Linked DNA regions of Mus musculus: region 1 is linked to region 2. A link is a contact called in public Micro-C data. All regions are on one chromosome and are shown on one strand. Each heading gives the region's core, a stretch centred on a gene start, on an enhancer-like site or on the middle of the called end of the contact. The rest is flanking DNA. Distances are from core to core; before and after follow the strand shown.

Region 1 (3,355 bases), core at 351-2,850, 300 kb before region 2:
CCTGTCTTTCTGGGGATCAGAGTGTGCAGGCCCCACACTGCCACCTCCCAGTCCTGGGGAGACACAGGCTCTCAGCTCCACACACTTCTCGGGTTTCCTGGCAGTAAAACCTTCGCCTTGAGCCTTAAAAGGTTTCCCTGATGTTCCAACTCAAGTGGAAAACTTTTTTTTCAAGGTGTAAATTTCCTCAGCTGGGGTCCTGATTTATTCACCTCTTAAGTGAGCAAGTGGACAAGTGAGCGGAAATTTGACCCGTGTTTTCCGACGTGAGAATAGGGGGCCTGAGAAATCCCTGTGACCCGGAATTTTAAATCCTCACCTCCAAAGACTTGGGTGTTTCTGAAAAGCGTGACAATAGGGGGTGGACTAGAGAGGGTAATTGGATGCAGAGAATTGTAAGGAAGTTGGAAGAGTGACGAAATGCTACTACTCGACAAAAGAAAATAAGGGGGTGATCAGAGTCGAGTTCCCTGGCACCCGCACTTCCGGAGTTCCCCCACTTGACCAGAGCGCCCAGGAAACCCAACCTAGCTCCAGCTGTCTACCCTAGAAGCACCAGGTTCCCGCCAGACCAGCAGTTCCTGCGAACCCTTGCAAACTTTCCCTAGGGCCGAACCATGGGCATCACGTGCAGCCGGGACCCAAACTGCAAAGCGATAGGACCCCTGACCTGAAATACGATCACCCTCTTTTTCTTCAATCCCCAGACCCAGAGGTGGTCCACTTTGTGGCCCGAGCTAGTAAGGCGTGCCTGTGTCGGGTGGGCGAGCCATGTCCGCCCAGGGATGCCGCACTTACGCGCGGTGATGCCAGGATGCTCCAGCTCTCCGCGGTCGTTGGTGCAGCCCCCCTGCTCCAACCTGGCGTCGGCTGCCGCGCAGCAGTAGCGCAGCGCACACGAGCCGCAGCAGATGGTGGCGTCCTGCGTGTCGAAGTCCTCGGGGCACTGGAACCCCTCGTGATAGTTGCCCTGCGCGTCCACCCAGCCGTGGCAGTATTCCCCAGGCTGCTGCGCGCCCGCCGGGCCCCAACGTAGCAAGCCCACGAGCAGACAGAACGCCAGCAGCGCCCCCATCGCCGCCCCGCGCCCGGTGGCAGCTGGAGAATCCGAGGGCGGAGCCGGAGCTCCGGGGGACCAAGGTTCCGCCTCCCCGAGGCACCACGCGGCCGGTTGACCTCCCGGTCAAGAACGCGTTCTCGTGGGTTAGCAGCGGCTGGGCAGGAGGCGTGGGCTGCTCTGCGGGCTCCGCTGGCCGGAGGACAGCATGGTGCGCGAGGGTGAGGGGACCAGGGATCGCGGGAGGCCACCGCGTAGGCTGCGACTGAAGCAGCGGCCGCCTTTAGCCAGGCTCATCGCGCTAGGAGCACCCGGGGCCAGGCCGCTATTCTTGCGGGCCGTCGAGCCCTGAACGACCAACTCCAGGGCCGGGCAATGTCCCAATCGTGGGCTGTCGCCCGGTACCCGGCAGAGCCGGGAACTGAGCTTGGCTCTCCACGTGCAGGTCTCGGGGACCAACGGCTAATTCCGCTCCCGCCCCTGACTGTCACGCAGGCGGGAGACAGCCCAGTCGCGGCCAAGTGCAGAGGGCCTGGGGTGGCTGACAGCTCTGCCTGGAGGGCGTCCCTTAAAAAGGCAGAGGGAGGAGGAGACTCGAGGGTGAGGAAAGTCCGCCCTCCGGGGTCGCCGCGCGAGCTAATCACAGCGGGTGCACCGCGATGCGGTCCGCACGCCCGCAGGTTCACGCGCGTCTCCCCTCCGCCCCCACCCACGGCGCTACCCCGGGCCTTGGCGGTGACCCCGAGGGGACCAGGCCGAGCCTGCCACCTAGCTGTCACATAGCCAGGGGAAAACCTGCAGAAGGATGAGGAAGACTACGGTCCCGCTTCCGTCCACGCCTGCCAGCTCACGAGGGGACTTGCGCCGCGCTTGAGTTCCACGGGTTTCTTTTAAAAAACGAGCGTGGCGTCTGAAGTCCCCTAACTGTTCTGTCGGCTTGTGCACAGACTCAGTTTGTCCCTGGGCCGCCGATTCTGAGGATTCGTTCGATTCCGATAACCTGATTTTTAGGGTCACCAACATTTGCACCTCACTCCCACCCCTTCACCCCTCCTTTCCAGCTTCCACGAGTTCACGCTCAGGCGCCTCCTTCCCGCACCGCTGAGCCGGCGCCGGGGAGGACCCGGGTCAGCCCCGCCAGCCTCACTTCAAAGGCCAGGATTTCGGTGTTCCGCGCCCGCAAAGGAAATAAAAGAGCAGAATTAATGATAATCGAGCCTATCTGAACTTCTGTTCGGGCAAAGAAACACATTTATTTAAATGATGTGTCCCCTGTGGGCTGTTTGCAGGGCATGGCTCCTCTAGCCGAGGGAGAGCCTTGTGAAGCCAGAGTTACGTGAAACCGGTGCTAACCTCAAGACTTTATTTTTATTGCAACCTGTGTTTCCTCTCCGGGGTTTATTGGTTCGGTACGTGTGAGGACGTTCGTCTCAGCCACACGGTTTGTCAAACGCTTTGAACACCCTGTCACCGATTTAGATATTAGCAAGTCTCCTGAAACAAATGGAAGAACTTGTCAGAGCACCGCCAACACAAGTATACGCGGTCAGAAGTATTTATTACACCCGCAGCTTGCCCACGGTCCCAGAGGCTTCTAGAAAAACTTCGGTGCTGAATAAAACGGTTTATTTTTAAGTATCTAAATTAAATTCCATCCCGGGTAAAGAACCACTCCTAGCTTCAGGTCTTAAATATTGAGATTGTTATTTAAATATAAAAATAAATACCCAACACGCCACTACTGAGTAGGACTGTGTAAAATTATAACTGCATTGCTCCACAATAAATGTTTGGGGGGCAATAATAAGTTATCAAACTGTTAAGTAAAGCCAAATTACATTTAGGCAAACAAATTTCCTTAACTAAGAATTTAATTGAAGCATGTGGAGTAGAAATTTCGTGGTTAATGGATTTTTATTTATATAGGAAAAAAAATGCTGTCACCGGGCTTTCAGGCTGCTTAAAACAAACAAACAAACAAACAAAAAACAACAAAAAACCAAACCAGTTTTTTAGGGGCAGCAGGGAGGTTGGTTTTGTTTTCAGGAAAATAAAGAGAAAAAGATTTAAAACCACAGCAAATATGAGCTACAAGGATCATAATAAAATAATCAAACTCGAAGACACACTAACGCTTAATAACTTTTCCAGAGCCACACTACTTAATATCTTTTTTTTTTTAAGTTACGATTTGAGGAATTTCATTACATCACAACTGTGTGAAACTGTACAGCAGCCACGGCCCCTCCATCAGTCCCCCAAGGGTCAAGTTTCCTCCTTCTCCAGCTGTTCTTTGAT
Region 2 (3,457 bases), core at 844-3,343:
CTTGAATACTGTCTTTCTTCTTTGACTTCACAGAGGTTTCTCATTTTTATGTATTTGTATCAGTCAATGGGTTCCTCCTGTTTACTCTTTAGTGTCATTTTGGTTTTTTGAGATGAAGTTTTTCTGTGTGGCTCTGGCTGTCTTGGGACTCATTCTGTGGATCAGGATGGCCTCAAACTCAGAAATCCTCCTGCCTCTGCTAGAACTAAAGGCATGGACTGCCATACCTGGCCGCCTCTGTTTATCCCTGAGAAGACTTCATTAGACAGGTAAGCATTCTAGAAGAAGAAACTAAACTTTATTTCTTCTCAAAGAAAATCATCTGGCTTTGGATCCCCAACTCCCTCTCCCCCAAAACATAAACAAACAAACAAAAACAAGACAAAAAGCTTCAAATAGTTTTTCTTGTAATATGCATCCAACTTAAATAGCACACTTTCTCCAAATGATTTTTAAATTTAACCATAGTTTTGATTGCTCTTTCAAATACCGTAACAAAACTTCCACCAAGGTGATGTTTCAAATTTAAAAAGGTGTTAAGTGTTAAAAACACTAAATTTTTTGTAGTAATAAACATCCTAAAAGAACTCTGCAAAGTAGTCCTAAATGAAGAGACTAATTACTATCTGAGCTACAGAGAATGGGACAAAGAGCCCAGCATTTTAGGCCCAGTGACAGCTACCCAGAATAAGAATTACAAATTACACTACTGCAACTCACCTCACCAACACTGAAGGGGCACTTTGGACAACATTTAACAGCCACTATATGTATATATATTTCTGTGTAATATGTTGAAGTTTATTTGGAGTTTTAAACAGAGGGCCCATTCTGTTCATAAGTGGCATACCGCCACCATGGGAAAACTAGCTACAGTATTCTGTCATTAACAACAAACTAAAACAGTGTATTGCAATCAATTCTTTTGCAACCTTAGAAACCAGCTTTTAATACGGTATGAATATATTCTACTTTATCTGCCCAGCACAGGAGTGTGTGACCGCTTTTATCAAAAAACCTGAATGGCTGCAGCTTTTGCCTTCCGATCCAAGTTTTTGAAGGGTGACTGTGAATGTTTGAGAAACGTTTCTGTAACCACTCTTTGCAAATCCCAAGAACCTGAGGGGCTCGGGTTAGCGGTGGATTTGGTCCTGTCCTCTCCTGGGCTCTGCTAGCAGTCCTCCGTGTCAAGCTACGGGAACAAGGGAGGTGAACAGAAACAGGACTTACACGTTTGATGCTACTTTAGAAACTCTCCAATAACTTGAATCTGACTGAGAAAGCAATGCTGACGAAGATGAAAACTCTCAATCCCACCCTGCGCCCAGGGTTATTTATGTACAGTTTCAGGAGACACTTTTGTCACCAAAAGGATTGTTCGATATAACCGCAAACTTCGGTGGGTTTCCTGTCCCCCAGACTATGCCCATTCGATAACTGTGAGAAGCCCTCACCTTAAGATCCGTATGTGACATCCACTTTGATTTAGGGAGATTTAAGAAAACGGGATGGCACTAAGAAAAAGTGTAGCGCAGGAGTACCTCACTCAACCTAAGCAGCAACAGAACTGCGGCGGCGGCCCAAGGGGACCCTCCAAGCTGGTGGAATCCGCCATTTCCCACGGCCTGTTTGGGTCACCCTGGGTCACCGCGATGTGCCCTAAGACCTCCGGGTCTGGAGGTCCGCCTCAGGGTGTCCCTACGCGGGTTGGCCGCTCCCCGGTAGCCGCGGCTCGCGGGGACACCTGTGAGGACCTTGCGAGACCGGCAGGCTCTGTCTGGGTTGGAGAAGGGCAAGCGGGCGGGCCAACTGCCGAGGCCAGGCGCGGCCTCCACCGGTCCGTCACTCACCCTGGCTGCGGCCGCGGGTCGCTGCCCGGCCGCCACCGAGCCTGCACAGCGCCGCCCAGCTGCACCTGTGCGCCGCGGCGGCGGCGGCCAAGCCCGGAAACATCCTGGCGGGGCAGAGGCCCCCACTCGGACACCACCTCCTGCCTCCGAGCCGCCTGCCGCGCCAACTGACTCCATAGACCGGACCCCGGCGAGCACGGATGTGTGCGCCGCGGCCGGCGGCCTCGGCGACCCGGAAGTCATGGGGGTGTGGCGCGACAGCGGAAGTGACGGAATATGCCAGCGGGGGCGGGGTGGGCGGTGCTTCTGGCCAGCACCGGGCCAGGACGGTGTGCGCTGCCGACTGTGCTGGGCATTTGTGAGTCCGTGTCGTGTCCCGGGAGACAGTCTTACGAAGCGCCGCCGGGGCGTGGGAAGCAGGAGGAGAAGGCAGGGTTTAAGCCTCTGTCCCCTTTCCTTTTGAACCCTCGGCACCGCTCTGTCCAACACCGTGGTCACCTTGCTGATCACTCAACCTCCGCTTCTCGGTCGTAGTATAACAAAATTAGAGGCGTGCATAAAATTTGAAGTCGCGGTACTATGTGTACGCGAAGATGGAGCAGTTTTTCAAACAGCCTGGTCCCAGAGAGAAAGAAACCTGAACACATTCGCCTGTTTTAACCATTACCATGTCAGGTTCATTCAGTTCTTAGCTTAAGCCTTCTTTCACCACCCTAATTATAATTAACGTGGTTCTCATTTTTAAATAGTTACCCTGTACACTTTTCTTCAAAATACCACTACTGAAATTATTGTCCCCCCGGAATAGAGAATAGCTATATGGACACTGGATCCTGTGCAGTATACGTATACTACTATATTCCAGGGGCTAAGTCAATACCTGTCTGGCCAGATAAATAGAATGGGATGCATGTCCAGTTGTTTTAAAGATTAATTTAAATCGCTTAGTGAAAGTACTGTAAAATAAAATTTTAAATGGAAAATGAGTGCACAGGGCCGAGGGAAGGTATAGGGAACTTTCGGGATATCATTTGAAATGTATATAAAGAAAATATCTAATAAAAAAATAAAGAAAATGAGTGCAAATCAGTAAATGGGGAGGAAACCCACCACTTTGAGTGGACTTGAGGCTCCCTTCACAGGAGGGAATCCACCTCTGGTAAGGTTAAGCAGGTCAAAAGCCCATGGCTAACAAGGTTGTGGTCTCTAGTAAAAGGCTATTGCAGCTATTTGGATAAATATATTATGGTCTGACACCCCTTCCCCCATAACTGTAGCCATTTTGTTCCATGCTTGCCAGTTATATTACTACTCTAACATGCCTGCCACTCACTGACCAAGAAGTGACTTGGCTCAAGAACATGCTGACCACATAACCATGGTTTTGTCCTGTATGTTCTGAATGTTATGTATGAGGTTTGCTAATCTTAAGAAATTCCATCAAATCAAAGGTCAACACGAACTGTTCTGTGTAAAACGGCTTGAGTTAGAGCTGACCACCGGACAGCCCTTCCTGCACCTACATATGAGCTCACTGTGGTTTTTGTGGCTGACAGTGAAGAATGCTTCTAATAAGCTAAAAAGTTATAACACTCATGCTCTGTTAT

Evidence for each region. A called contact is a pair of places that touch in the nucleus more often than the background predicts.
Region 1: a contact with region 2 is called in a Micro-C map of embryonic stem cells, with 2.7 times the contacts expected there. The contact joins the promoter of Shisa3 here to the promoter of Slc30a9 in region 2. A contact is called at or near these places in 8 of 39 promoter capture datasets (cranial neural crest, embryonic stem cells, hippocampal neurons and 4 more), 1 of 484 Hi-C or Micro-C datasets (embryonic stem cells), 2 of 115 datasets of contacts at active chromatin or transcription factors (large pre-B cells and memory CD8 T cells) and 1 of 9 other capture datasets (adipose tissue).

What each region holds. Positions count from the first base shown.
Region 1 is chr5:67,606,128-67,609,482 of GRCm38.p6, reverse strand. Shisa3 (shisa family member 3) reads right to left here and starts at 1,600. Exons shown (of 2, transcript NM_001033415.3): 1 at 799-1,600. The coding sequence starts at 1,075.
Region 2 is chr5:67,305,591-67,309,047 of GRCm38.p6, reverse strand. Slc30a9 (solute carrier family 30 (zinc transporter), member 9) reads right to left here and starts at 2,093. Exons shown (of 18, transcript NM_178651.4): 1 at 1,851-2,093. The coding sequence starts at 1,953. RefSeq lists a cis regulatory region at 1,722-2,445.